4 separate regions of the Drosophila melanogaster genome follow, and all the other regions are linked to region 3. The links are chromatin contacts, called in public Hi-C and HiChIP or PLAC-seq maps. All regions are on one chromosome and are shown on one strand. Each heading gives the region's core, a stretch centred on a gene start, on an enhancer-like site or on the middle of the called end of the contact. The rest is flanking DNA. Distances are from core to core; before and after follow the strand shown.

Evidence for each region. A called contact is a pair of places that touch in the nucleus more often than the background predicts. HiChIP or PLAC-seq counts read pairs in DNA pulled down with a chosen protein or histone mark.
Region 1: a contact with region 3 is called in a Hi-C map of the Kc167 cell line, with 2.9 times the contacts expected there. The contact joins the promoter of CG33941 here to the promoter of myo in region 3. A contact is called at or near these places in 36 of 107 Hi-C or Micro-C datasets (the Clone 8 cell line, the Kc167 cell line, the ML-DmBG3-c2 cell line and 14 more) and 1 of 6 datasets of contacts at active chromatin or transcription factors (the Kc167 cell line).
Region 2: a Hi-C map of the Kc167 cell line shows a contact between it and region 3, with 2.5 times the contacts expected there. The contact joins the promoter of Gyf here to the promoter of myo in region 3. A contact is called at or near these places in 24 of 107 Hi-C or Micro-C datasets (the Clone 8 cell line, the Kc167 cell line, the ML-DmBG3-c2 cell line and 9 more) and 2 of 6 datasets of contacts at active chromatin or transcription factors (the Kc167 cell line and the S2 cell line).
Region 4: an H3K27ac HiChIP or PLAC-seq map of the Kc167 cell line shows a contact between it and region 3, with 5 times the contacts expected there. The contact joins the enhancer-like site here to the promoter of myo in region 3. A contact is called at or near these places in 4 of 107 Hi-C or Micro-C datasets (the Kc167 cell line, the OSC cell line, the S2 cell line and 1 more) and 2 of 6 datasets of contacts at active chromatin or transcription factors (both in the Kc167 cell line).

The regions. Positions count from the first base shown.
Region 1 is chr4:465,727-468,819 of dm6, reverse strand. CG33941 reads right to left here and starts at 1,323. Exons shown (of 4, transcript NM_001347760.1): 1 at 1,127-1,323; 2 at 826-1,069. The coding sequence starts at 969. Taf3 (TBP-associated factor 3) reads left to right here and starts at 1,992. Exons shown (of 8, transcript NM_143666.3): 1 at 1,992-2,319. The coding sequence starts at 2,151.
Region 2 is chr4:865,640-868,566 of dm6, reverse strand. Gyf (Gigyf) reads left to right here and starts at 1,542. Exons shown (of 10, transcript NM_001169357.4): 1 at 1,542-1,591; 2 at 2,273-2,636; 3 at 2,695-2,865; 4 at 2,925-2,927. The coding sequence starts at 2,301. It also overlaps a transcript of unc-13 not described here and asRNA:CR43425.
Region 3 is chr4:694,486-697,566 of dm6, reverse strand. myo (myoglianin) reads left to right here and starts at 1,512. Exons shown (of 5, transcript NM_166788.2): 1 at 1,512-1,870; 2 at 2,230-2,353.
Region 4 is chr4:521,750-525,066 of dm6, reverse strand. zfh2 (Zn finger homeodomain 2) reads right to left here. Exons shown (of 14, transcript NM_001258496.3): 4 at 1,963-3,317; 5 at 555-736; 6 at 1-163. Among named protein-coding and RNA genes, the nearest start is that of zfh2, 22 kb to the right of the region's middle. Within about 2 kb of position 1,271, at least 17 of the 39 cell types and tissues checked have an H3K27ac peak or open chromatin away from gene starts, as enhancers often do. A contact at or near this core is called in the Kc167 cell line and embryo, where this site is marked.

The sequences.
Region 1 (3,093 bases), core at 74-2,573, 230 kb after region 3:
TAAGTACATATGTGAATTTGTCCGCCGATCCTAAAACATGCGAATTGGCGCCACAACTTACAATTATTACATACATATGTAGAAATTTAGTTTTAATAGGTGGGAACACAAAAAAACAAAATTTTTAAGGGTTGGACAAACGTTTTTAATTCAAAATACTTATTTTAAAGGATGGGAAAACGAAAAAAACTAATTTTAAAGGATGGACAAACGATAAAAACTAAGAATACTGATTGGGCAAAAGTTTTTTTTTATAATATTTAGTTTTAAGAGATGGTCAAAATAATAATACCGAGGTTAACTAGAACGTCTCATATTTTCTAAAGTATTCACTTTTTCAAAATTGAAAAGAGTGGCCAAACGTGGGCAAATAAAGACAACAAATGAGCAAACGATTCCAGCTTTTAAATTTCAAAAATTCCATTTTTTCGACTCCAGCTTCTTTGAGCTCGTACATTATGCGCAAAATGAGAAATCTGCGCACTGAAGTGTATTCGTGTTTTTGCTAGTGGTTGATTGATTTTTTGTGACCGTATGAATATTGAGGGTGCGTCGTCGTTGGAGCAAGCGTCGCAACGGCATGAAACAAACTCTTACAGACTCTGTGACTGAGTCTTAATGCTTAATATCAATATTCTAGTTTTCATTGTTCCCGAGATCACAGCGTTCAGATTGATAGTCAGACGGACTAACCAGTTACTCGATAACTGACCGACTGCATATGAAATCTTCAGTATATGTAAGGAAATACGATACCTATACACCTATTATGGTTAACATAGGTGTAAACGTGTATTCGTTGGGAATCAGATTATCCACCCTTACCTGATTCTTAAGAGTTTCGTCAATGTGAATGGTAGACGTCTTCCGAATCATGTCATGAGAATATTTAAAGTTAACGGGTCCTAAGATCCCGCTCTCTATGAAAAAATGTTTTGCTTTATCAATGCTCGAGTTCAATGGTTGCATTTTTTAGTTCTTATTAGATTAAAAAAGGAGTAAAACGTTGGTCAGATCAATGTTGATGGAGATCTTCTTACTCATTTATACTGAGTATTTCAATAACTAGCTGAAAAGTTTAAAGGATTTGAGCTTTAAGTAGAATAAAACTTTTTATTAGACTTACACATATACCCAACACATGCAAATGTTCATATAGTTGTTTTATTTGTTAATTTTTATATTTTACATTATTACAAATACAAAATATTAAGTGCCGAAGATCTGTCGCACGCTTCTTTGTGTGAATACTCGACTAGAACATATATGGGAAACAATACCTAACCCAATAAATGTCTTAAGATATAAGTTTCTTCTAAACTGATCGAAAATATAACTAGTATTCTATCAGTAGTTTTGTGTCATTATACATTATACCCTCTTTCCACTAAATTACCTGCATATATACACATGTTTGGGATATAGTTCACATGATATTTTTGAAGCGATTTTAGGCTTAATGTTATTTTATTAAATTTATATTTATATATATTATTTATATTTATAATTATATTATTATTTATTCGGTAATTTCATAGCTGTTCTGGGCATTACTTTCTTTCCACAATAAACATAACATTAGATGCTGTTAAAATTTGTAGTAAGTAATCGTAGTAATAATAGTAATAGTAGTAGTAAAACTAAAACATTTTTACGGGTAACAACACAAGACTCTCGTTTCACTCTGCATTCAAGCGCTCTATTATTAAACAAGCTCTAATTATATTTCCATCGTTCAATATCTATTTTAAAGAATAGAAGGATTAGAAAACTTTTTCGTCTTATTTTCAAAATTTGTGTCTTATTCGAACACTAACAGCGAACATACCGAAAGCAAACCTTTTATCTGCCCTTATAACCACTTTCAAACCACATAAAAAATTGCAGTTTGTTTATGTTGGTCAATCAATTGAATTTGATTGAACCCCATGATTACCACTTTTGGCATACCCCAAATATCGATATATTTCCCATCAAAGGCAAAATCGATAAGTTATCGTTAACTAAACATCCACAGATTGTAGTTCGTCTAATAAAGGTGTAGACACCAAGTCAATTAATTTTAATAACAAGAGGAAGTTCGTGGGACGGTTAAACCTATTCACAGCATTTCCAAGGTTTTCTAAAGAAGGTGTACCTCATGAAAGAACATGATGGCAGACAGATACGCTTCAGATTTGGCCCTTGTTGTCGTTGCGCAGATAACGCAAACTATTGGTTACAGCTGCACTCTAAGTGCACCCTTGGAGTTGTTGCAAGACATATTGCAGAAGTTTGTACAGGAGTTCGCTCGAGACATGCATAGACATATGGAACACGGTAAGTGGTATAGACCCTCAAATCAACGGAACCGATCATGAAATACAACAAAGCCTGAGTAGTTATAGTCGTTACTTGTAGAATAAGAGATTCAATAAAAAGTATGTGACATATATGTACATGTACATAAATGTATAACTTATCATCCCTGCAGTTCCATCAGACTATCATTAATAAATCATTATTTATCATTAAAACAATTTTGTTTGGAGTTAGGGCATTTTGCTTTCAGTTGCGTTAGAATACCGGTCAACCTGTCCGTTTAACCTTAAAGTAAAATATATTAGTATAATGTGTACAGAAATGTATTACGAAAAATGTACATCGCTTCTGCGAGTAGTACGTGTTGTTGCGTGTAAAATGAATCCATTGCCATTGGAATTTCCTGATTAAGCTCGCGCCTGCTACTCGCATAAATCTAGTCCCAGTTATCCGCGAAAAAGGAAGCGTGCCTCTTAGAAAAGTAATCTTTTAATTTATTTCTTTCTTTTATTGTTATTTCCCTTTTCCTCGCCCAGTCCCTTTCACCTACATCAGTATATAATTTCTCTAGTTCCGATGCGCATTAAAAATTTAAAGTTTCTTACGAAACTTATGTGCTCGGCGACTTAGAGCGTCAGCTTAGCATTCGGCTGGAAATAAAAGATCCATAATTTATTGCTGATTCCCTGCTTGTGGCTGTGCAGCCAAAGCAGTTGGTACTGTGGGCGAAACCGATGATCTTGGGATGTTTTTAAGGAGCGATGAATTGTGGGACTGCCGGGGTCTCGATTG
Region 2 (2,927 bases), core at 293-2,792, 170 kb before region 3:
AGTTCAGAAATTTAGCTTAAACCATAGAATTATATGGGGATTCAATCAACTCTAATCTGGATAACCGTCCCATTGTTACTTATGAGGTTCAAATTTAATATATATTTATTTGTCTTTATCTTGCACTTAATGGGAACCAACATCAGGCTTACATATTATGCACTCACCCTGTCGTTGTAACTGTGTTGAAGGCCTTTCCACGTTGGTTAACGACGTACTGTAGGAGATTATATGTATAAAGTTTAACTGCCTTAGAAGCCGTTTTCATCCTTGCCGAGATAACGAGAAGCCTCGCCTACTGCTCGCCATTCCTTCTCATACTCCTAACTTGGAGCAGGCTGAGATCCTGCTGTTGCAATGATATTTTTTCCCCCACACGCAGGAACGCTCAGAACGGGTGCAACTGACTTTAGGTCTCGTTACGAAGTCTGCGTTTTTGGTTTACATTTTGAAATGACCCTTACGCTAAATTAAAAGCATTATAAGCGATGCGTTAAGCGCCCGATCTGGGAACAGTGCCAAAATTTCAGATGTACTCACTGCCTCGAAACGTGGTAAAGATTAAGATCGCTCGAGCTTCGCTGTTATACGATTAAGGTATCCGAAAATCCTTCAGAACATGGGCATCAGCGTTATGGGCGTCATATCGTTTTCAGACAAATCACATGCACCATTGGCGATTTTCGTTTCCAATATCTGGGCGTTCATACGTACGAACAGACAGTTATACAAAAGACAAAAGGGGTGCGTATACATCGCAGCAAATTTTTGACACATACCCCTCACTTCATGACTTATGTAAAAAGACCAAAATAATCACAAACCAGGTATTCATTTTGGATCAAACCAGACAAACGTGGTTATGAAAACGGTTATGAAAATAATGTAACCATATTAAAATTTATATATATATATATAAATATATATATCCACTACTATATATATATATATATATATATATTTAAATATATACATTTGTATTTATATATTTATTCAAAATAAACTAATACATCGTTTACTTACACTTTACTATTTCTACTGTTATGTTATAATACTGAAAAACTTGAACTTGAAATGAAAATCGACTGCTTGTTAAATATAAAATTATTAACAATTCCGAAAGACTAAGTTTCAATACAAAGCTAACAACAAGGTAGGAATCTAGCTTTGGCAGTGATAATAATTAAATAATAATATTAAAGCAAGAATTCCCGTTACTCAACTTAAAGAAAAAAATCAACACATAGTTAGTGGTCGTGGAAACATCGTCTGCGTCTATATCTATAGAATCAGCATGCTTTAAGTTCTAGTTCTTATAGTTCCTGAAAGCGAGACGTTCTTACAGACAGACGGATTGGTTGATTTAAAGATTGACACTTATGCATTCTCTAAATCCCGGTGCTTGATGTTGCAATGTGAAGACAAGGGTGATGTATCTGTCAACTAGTAGTAGTGGAGCTAGTGTATAAGAAGCAAAAGTGGCAAGAATACCCCTGTGCTAAATTAAATTGGAAGCTTGACATATCGCAAGACGGCCACGCTGGCCTTGCTCTATCTTATGTTGGCGTTGGTATTTTAAGATATCTCGGTGGTACGTGTAAGTTGAATATTTTTACGAAATTCAATTTAAAAAATTTTTTTAGGATGTGCAGTTATAGTGGCTTGATTTTATTAAGATTACCAGAAGAATTAACTAAACAATCTTTAAAATAAAACACACCCGCCCAGTGTGATAAAGTCACACAAATCAAAAATTTGTACATACATCACTGTGTGTCTGTATGCGTCCAGATACTTACGAATTTTTTTTACCTTTTAGATCTATATTAGTTCTATTAGTTCTATATTTCAAACATGAAAGCTCGAATCAGACATTTCAATTCTATAAACATGTTAATTTTAATGTGTGATGAGGGTGCATGTGTATTTCGCGTTCGTGTGTGACAATCAGTTTGATATTTTAGGTTAGGTTTCTGTGTTGCTTTTATATTATATTATTTTACTTTTACTATCCATTCTGTAAAGCTCTGGTAAGTTTTTTTTTATCACTAGTTCTTAACTAAGCTTTAAAATAAATCCTTTGTTGTACTGTTTGCTTTGAAAAAGACTTGAAGCTGTTTGCTTTATTTATAGAACTTGAACTGTTTGAAAAATAAACAATTGTGCACAGAATCATAAAGCCATTAGGAGTTTAACAAAAACACTGAAAATTTGATTTCATTGCCTTTCTTACAAATAAATCAACCAAAAACTTTTTTGAACTTATTGTCAGCATAACATTAAACAAGAGGCAAATAAAAATGACAGATTCAATGAAATTTGGCCCGGAATGGTTGCGCAATATGTCAGCCGAGCCTTCGGGCTCTCCCAGTACCTACAACGTTGGTAATGCAGCTCAAAACAATTCGATTGGAGGGCACAACCTGGGAAACAACACGGCGGCATCCGCTTCCCGTAATCTATTTCCAGAATACCGGTACGGACGCGAGGAAATGCTGTCCTTGTTCGATCGGAACTGCCTACTGCCGCAGATCCTGCCATCGTTCAAAAAGCTCTTCGTGGAAAAGGTTCAGTGCCCTCTTGCACTGACACCGAGCTCCGAGGAGGACATCAACCAAAACTCACTTGGCAATAACGTATGTGAAGTAATTTGACATGAGTTTTAGAACATAATTTACTTTTCTTTGAAACTAGTCTCGTCCTGCCTGGTTGCAGCGCTCGCCCAGTGGATTTGGTAGTGCCTCCCGAGGCTCTGGACGTGGTGGAACCGTTGACCGGGGACGGATGCGCGGAAAATCGGCCTATCATCCGATATACCAACGCCCAAGCGGTCTATATGATGAAAGCTTATCGGTTATATCAAAGGTAATTGCAAATACGAACTAAATAAGGAAGTACGATTAGTTGTTGATTTTTTCTGCCAGGCC
Region 3 (3,081 bases), core at 263-2,762:
CGTTATTTTCAAAAATTCGATGCAGTAAATAAATAAATTCACAGATATAAGAATGATAATTTAGCAGACCTAAAGAATCGGTCCATTAATGAGCTATTAATAGTTCAACTAATCTACTCGTTGAAAATGTTGTGAAAAATATTTGAAAGCCAACTAAAGCGTTTCCTATTGTTAAACCATTGCAGAGCGTATAGTGATTTCTGTCAGAAAATTGCAACGTAGTGGAAATAATAGAAAAAAAATTATAAATTCTTGTTTTTGATCAGGAAGTATTTTAGTTCTGTATTTATCGGTTGAATGCGTGATCGCCATTTTCGTAATATTAGGTTTATCGCACGATTACCATCTATATGTGCGTAGATGAAGGAAAATTGACGCACTTGTTGAAATTATTTTATTTAAATCTTTATTATAACCAAAAAAAAATCGTAAATTGTTAACCACAATGGAAAAAATAAGTAGCTTACAATCCATCCAATAAATAATCTCTTATCAGTTACTTTGTTGATACATAAAAGAAGTCTTCTCCATTTGAATTGCTATTCTTAAGTAAAACAACAGAATTGCTGATACAAAGCAATAAAAATAAGTTAGTACAGTGTGAACACCTATCGTTTTCTTCCATATCGATAGGAAACTCATAAATGTATGTGTGGAAAGGCTTAAACATCTGTACGGGCGTCGATATATCGACAGCTAATCTGGAAAACACTAGACATCGCGGTAATTGTCCCTACCCTTTTTATGGAGTTCCCAGATTGCCTTCTTACACAACCATATTAATGGGCAATAATTATATAAGAAGACTGCGGAACAAAGGGGACCCGCACGAATATGTACTTGATTTAATATAAGTTTCTTTTATACACATAAAATTATTTTTGCATACTTATGTAAGTGCGTTGGGTACTTTTTATTAATTCCAGAGTAACGACATTTTTGCCGTTAATTTAAAACACGAAATGTTAGGACAAGAATGCGGAACTTCGGTTAAATTTTAAAAATTCCTTTGTATCAATATAGTCATTCCAGTAGTACAAATTAATACGCATGTAATTTTTGTTGTATAATAGCACTCAATTTTGTGTAATAAAAAAAAACAACTAGGGAACCAAAATTATAGAGACAAATCAAATCCTGCTAATAAAAATATATCTTATATAGTTTCTTCGGGTCTATTTGAAATCTTTGAAATGTAAAAATGTCTACACTCATAACTTATAAGAGTTAAAACGGCTTAAGGATTAAATTGATTTACAATAGAAAGTGATTATTAGCGACAGTGGAAATATAAATAAAATGTTTTCTAGAATTGTAAAAAAAAAAGTAGGAGTATATTCAATAAATATTTCATTTTAATATAATGCTATTTTGCTCGATAAAAATGTTAATATGAATTAAAGTTTACTCTTGCAATGCGTTTCAGCAGATACATTTTTAAAAGCGGCCTGTTATGCCAACTAAAACGAAATTGCCGGTGAGCCGTATGTATCCGATCGCATCTGATCAGCTGCTTTCAGTTCTACTTCGTCGCTCAATCGCACAGCAGTACAGAATCTCTGCGGGTTTTCAAATATTGGTTCTCTATGAGAAATAAATTATTATTATTTAGTGCGCAATTGAATACACAATTTTTTCAAACTATGTGTTTTTGGACAATGAATAATAAATTTAACAAAAGCGGATTGCAAAAGAATAATGTTCGAAACCGTAGGCCCACTGTTACTTCAATATAAAACATTTAATAATATATACTATACATATATTAAAACACACAATTGCCTAGTTTCAAAATAGATTTTGGTTGTACAAGTGTATAAAAATAAAATAAATACCGATAGATAAGTATATATCTACTTATGTACAATTGGTAGGTGTTTAAAAAGTTTGTTATCGCTAAATGTACATAACTTTGTACATACACAGCTTTAAAAATGTACATATGTGCTTATATGCATGCTATTTATTCTGTATGTATGTATAATTTACGTATGTACATACATATGATATATCTCATTTACGTTGTTCTGCTTGTAAAAGGGGAATAATGCACTTTCAGCGATGAACTGAAGTTCAAGAGCACAATAATTTATTATGTTTATAAATGGTTTTAATTGAATACAATAGTGGTCATAAAGAGGACTCATGTGAAACGTTTATGAACGGGCTTTGCATATGTGCATGTACATATGTAGCTTGAACTAACTTTTACGACTGTGTGCACATTAGGGTGGTCATTTTCTGCTGGCGCATCGCGCTTCCAAGGCGGATCAAACAATGCAGATATGATTTTTAATTTTTAAAAATCATTATATCCGGTGCTGCAGGATTTTATACTTCTACTATATTCAAAGTAAGTTTTTTCGTAGCCTGAAACAAGTTTTTGAAGGTTATTATTCCGTTATTCCGAGTTTTAGAATATTCACGAGCACACAAATCAAGTGACGATCGCAGCCTCACCGTGCCGATTTGTGACGAAAAATGGTTTTACAATTGTCAGTGTTTTTTCCTAAGCTTTATAGCCATAGAGCCATTTTTCCCTATGGCAGGTATATAAGTGTATGGTCGTCTGATTTTGATCGATTAAAAACCTAAATTATATATTTTCAAAAAAATGTGCATACTGAAGAAGAACTCTTTTTATTTGAAAACAACGAGTCTATAATTTTTTTCAACAGTTAGCTATATGATATGATCGTCAAAAGTCTATCAATTTAAAACCGAAATATTATATTGTCCAAATTTTGCCAATAATTTTAATATTTTTGAAGTTAGAGATCGTCAGTGGCGTAAGCTATTCAATTTTTTTTTTTTTTTTTTTTTGTATTGACTCGCGAAGGGGAATCATTGACTTCCGTGCTAATGCTTTAATAGGGTTTAAAGGGGTGCGCTCTTCTTTTTTCTCTGCACAGCTGTTTAAGGTATTACCTTGGGAATCCGACTTAATCGAATACAGCAGGGGATTATCTAACAGCTTGTATTTCGCGATTTGATTTTTAAAAAAATTGTAAAATAAGGCCAACAAGAGCCAAGTTGATTGGATGACAAGATCACCAGCCGCTGTCTCCAAAAATAAATAAT
Region 4 (3,317 bases), core at 22-2,521, 170 kb after region 3:
TGAGAGCTGTTTAGCTCCTGCATGTTGTTCAGATGTTTGTCCGATTGCATATGAATGGAAAGATTACCCTTGGTGGTCGTGGAGTAGTTACAGATTTCACAGCGATACGGTTTATAACCGCAAGAGTAGGATTCCCCCCGTGCCAGCCGAGGATGCTGTTGTCCTGTGCCATAGGAAAAGGGTTTAAATAAATTGGTAACTGATTTAAACTCTTTTAAAAATCTAAGATCGTTTTATTACAGGACTAAACCACTGTTCACATTATAAAAAGTAATAAAAACAACAATGTAACGCCATTTCGTAGTGGACGAGCAAAAAAAGACAGATGTGCCCCACTTTAAGGGTATAAAAACTACACCATATTGTGTTCAATAAACAACCGAGCAATAGAACAATGAGCAATCGAAAAAAAATAAAATATACCGGTTTTATATGTTCTATTTGCTGCAATAACCCTAAATTATATGTAGTAAAATTATGAAAAATAAATTTTTCTTGAATTTTGTATATTAAAAGACTAAGTAGTATTTTTGTAAGCTTAATGAACTTAGTACCTGCAAGGCAATAACCACAGGCACTCTCCCCATCTGGATGTTTCTCCCTCATGTGGATCTCCAATGTTTCCTGATATTTATAGTGCCAATTGCATTGGGGACATTTAAGAGTCTTGCAGGAATTGCGAGTAGACATTTGCACGCCGCTATTTAATCGAGCCGAGTTTAGAAGCATTTCACAGCTGAGGATCGAAAATATGGATAGTAATATAATAATCATTAAACAACGAAACAGAATATGTAATTTAAAATATAGTTCAGAATGGCCAAGCGATTTGATTTAATTGTATTCGATTAGTAGTTTACTATGTAGTAGTATCATTGGTGGTACCTAACAAAGTGACAGAAAAATTATAGTGATACCGAACCGACAGTTGTTCGCCTCGACCCAGGCGACACCATTAAATTGTAACAATTGGGGTCCGGACGGACAGGCGTTCAGAAACATTTATTAAGTGAAATCAGCGCAATTGGTTTAATTTTTGTTGGTTCAGCCGCCATCATAAACTTACGCCACTGCAATATTTAACTTTGCCCCTCCGTGCAGATCATATCAACATAACAAAGATTTCCCAACAAACTCTTAATTGAAATATACAGGCATATAATATATATTTATGGGACCGGAGACTAAAAGTGGTGTGGACCTTATTAACAACAACAGATTCCTCGAATAGATCCGTAATATACAATGTACTCTGCTCCATTCAACAATTTATGATGGTATATTCTTATAATCTTGTTTGCTTTCTGTTCGCATTTGTAAATATAATATTTACCCTTTTAATAAAGAAGCAACCTAAATGTTCCGCGTGATACAAATTTCCAACAACATTAAATTGTAAGAATGAAAAAAACTAGTGCACCTGTTGGTAGGGCATTTAACACTCTCCTCTCTACAAATTCACCAAAGAATATTTTCATTGGTGCTTCTTGTCAATGCCGGTTGGGATTTGGAAGCAAACGTGATTATTCAAGTGTGAAGCAATTAGTGGGATGCAACTAACCGAAGGGCTTTTTATAATCAACCCAATCGGCATTTGCGTTTTAATGAACAGCCTGTAAGCATGTCCCGCGGGCGCAACTAATCAACCCATGACGTTACTGCTGTTGGCCTAATGACTTATTGTTCAACAGTGGCAAAAAGTTTTCAGATCCAGTCACAAGTTCAAATATCCTTAATAATTCCGCATATTACGGCATTATTAATGAACGTACCCCTTTCAAAAGATCAATAATCACACCCTTCACGTGGTATGTGCGGTCCTCAAAGACAACCCTTCACCAATCACCCATTAAATGCCTGCAGCAAGGCCTATGATTGCCCATCCATAAAAACCTATCCATCCCCCGTAATAGGACTGAGACCCCAAATGCTACTGCATACTAGTTCGAACCTATTGCTTACCGCGCACAGTCTACTCCTTGGGGACGACCATTGATGTGCTCGGAACAGGCACCGATTGTAAAGCTGGATGTGGCGGTCGACGCATTTCCAACGCTGGCCACCGAGGAGGCGCTGGGTGATACGGGCAGGGCAACACTGTTGCTGCAAGGTGAGCGATGTGGGGTTTGCTGCGGCTGCGACTGAATTTGCAGCTGGGGAAGAGATTGAGAAAACTGGTGATGTGAAGAGGACGGCGACTTTGACCGCTGCTGGATGTCAAGGAGTTCGCAGGTTTTGCAGTCCACACCATTAAGGTCGGGGTGATCGGGACATGGGCTTGGAAATAAGGAACTCTGATGTTGCTGCAGCTGCTGTTGAAGGAACTCTGTGATCAGCTTAACCCGGTTGTCATTCGATTCGTTGGCGGCCAGCGCAGCTAAAGATGCATGGAAGGAACTGACTTGAGGAGTATATGCACCACCTGTTGTCATGTGCTGCATTTGCAAAAACCCTGAGCATGGAACATCCGAATCATTTGTTTGAGGTGATGTGGACATAGAGCCAATTTTCATTTCCACCTCTGACGAAGACGACGAGGGTGGCTCTGTTTCTTGGTTGCAATGTGTTGACTTATGGTTACTTATATTATCAGTACTGGGTGATAAGACCTCCCCGGATGCGTATGTCGATGGTGGTGAACTGGTTGAGGAAACTTTTGATAGGTTATTAGTCTTTGCTGTTGCTGAGTTTAAGGAACCAAATTTCACAGTTAATTTTCCCGCTACTTTGGGCGATGATAATGGGATATATGCACTAGGTGCCGCCATTTTACTACTACTAGTGTGCTGATCTGATTCAGGCTCTTGCTCCCGGTCCTGGTTCAGGAGCCGATTCTGCTCAGTCTCTTGCTTATTTTCGGGCTCGAGTTCAGAGACATTCCTGAAAACTGGCTGCGGAGACGAAGGCAGAGTGGCGTCACTGCCCTCAGTTGCTGTTTGAAGCTTCTCTGTATCATTGGTATCAGCAGAGGCGTCATTATTAGCCAATGGCTGTAGAAAGGATATCTGTGGCTTTTCATCCATATTTCTCTGTATAATGGCACTGGAGTACTCGCGATTAAGTAGCTGCTGGTCAAGCTCTTCCAAATTGAGTCGGTGTTCAGTGTTTGCATGCAAGCTAAAGGACTTAACGTTGCCGAAAGACAACTTGCATATAAAACACATTAAAATTGGTTTCTGGATTTTAAATGCTCTGATTTGATCCTGACAAGTTGAGTTAGCATCTTGCGCGGACACTACACGAAAAGAATGGATTTTCGGACTTGATTTGTAGCAAGCGCTTCCTAAGGATTCGACTCCAGGACGATTGTCCACAGC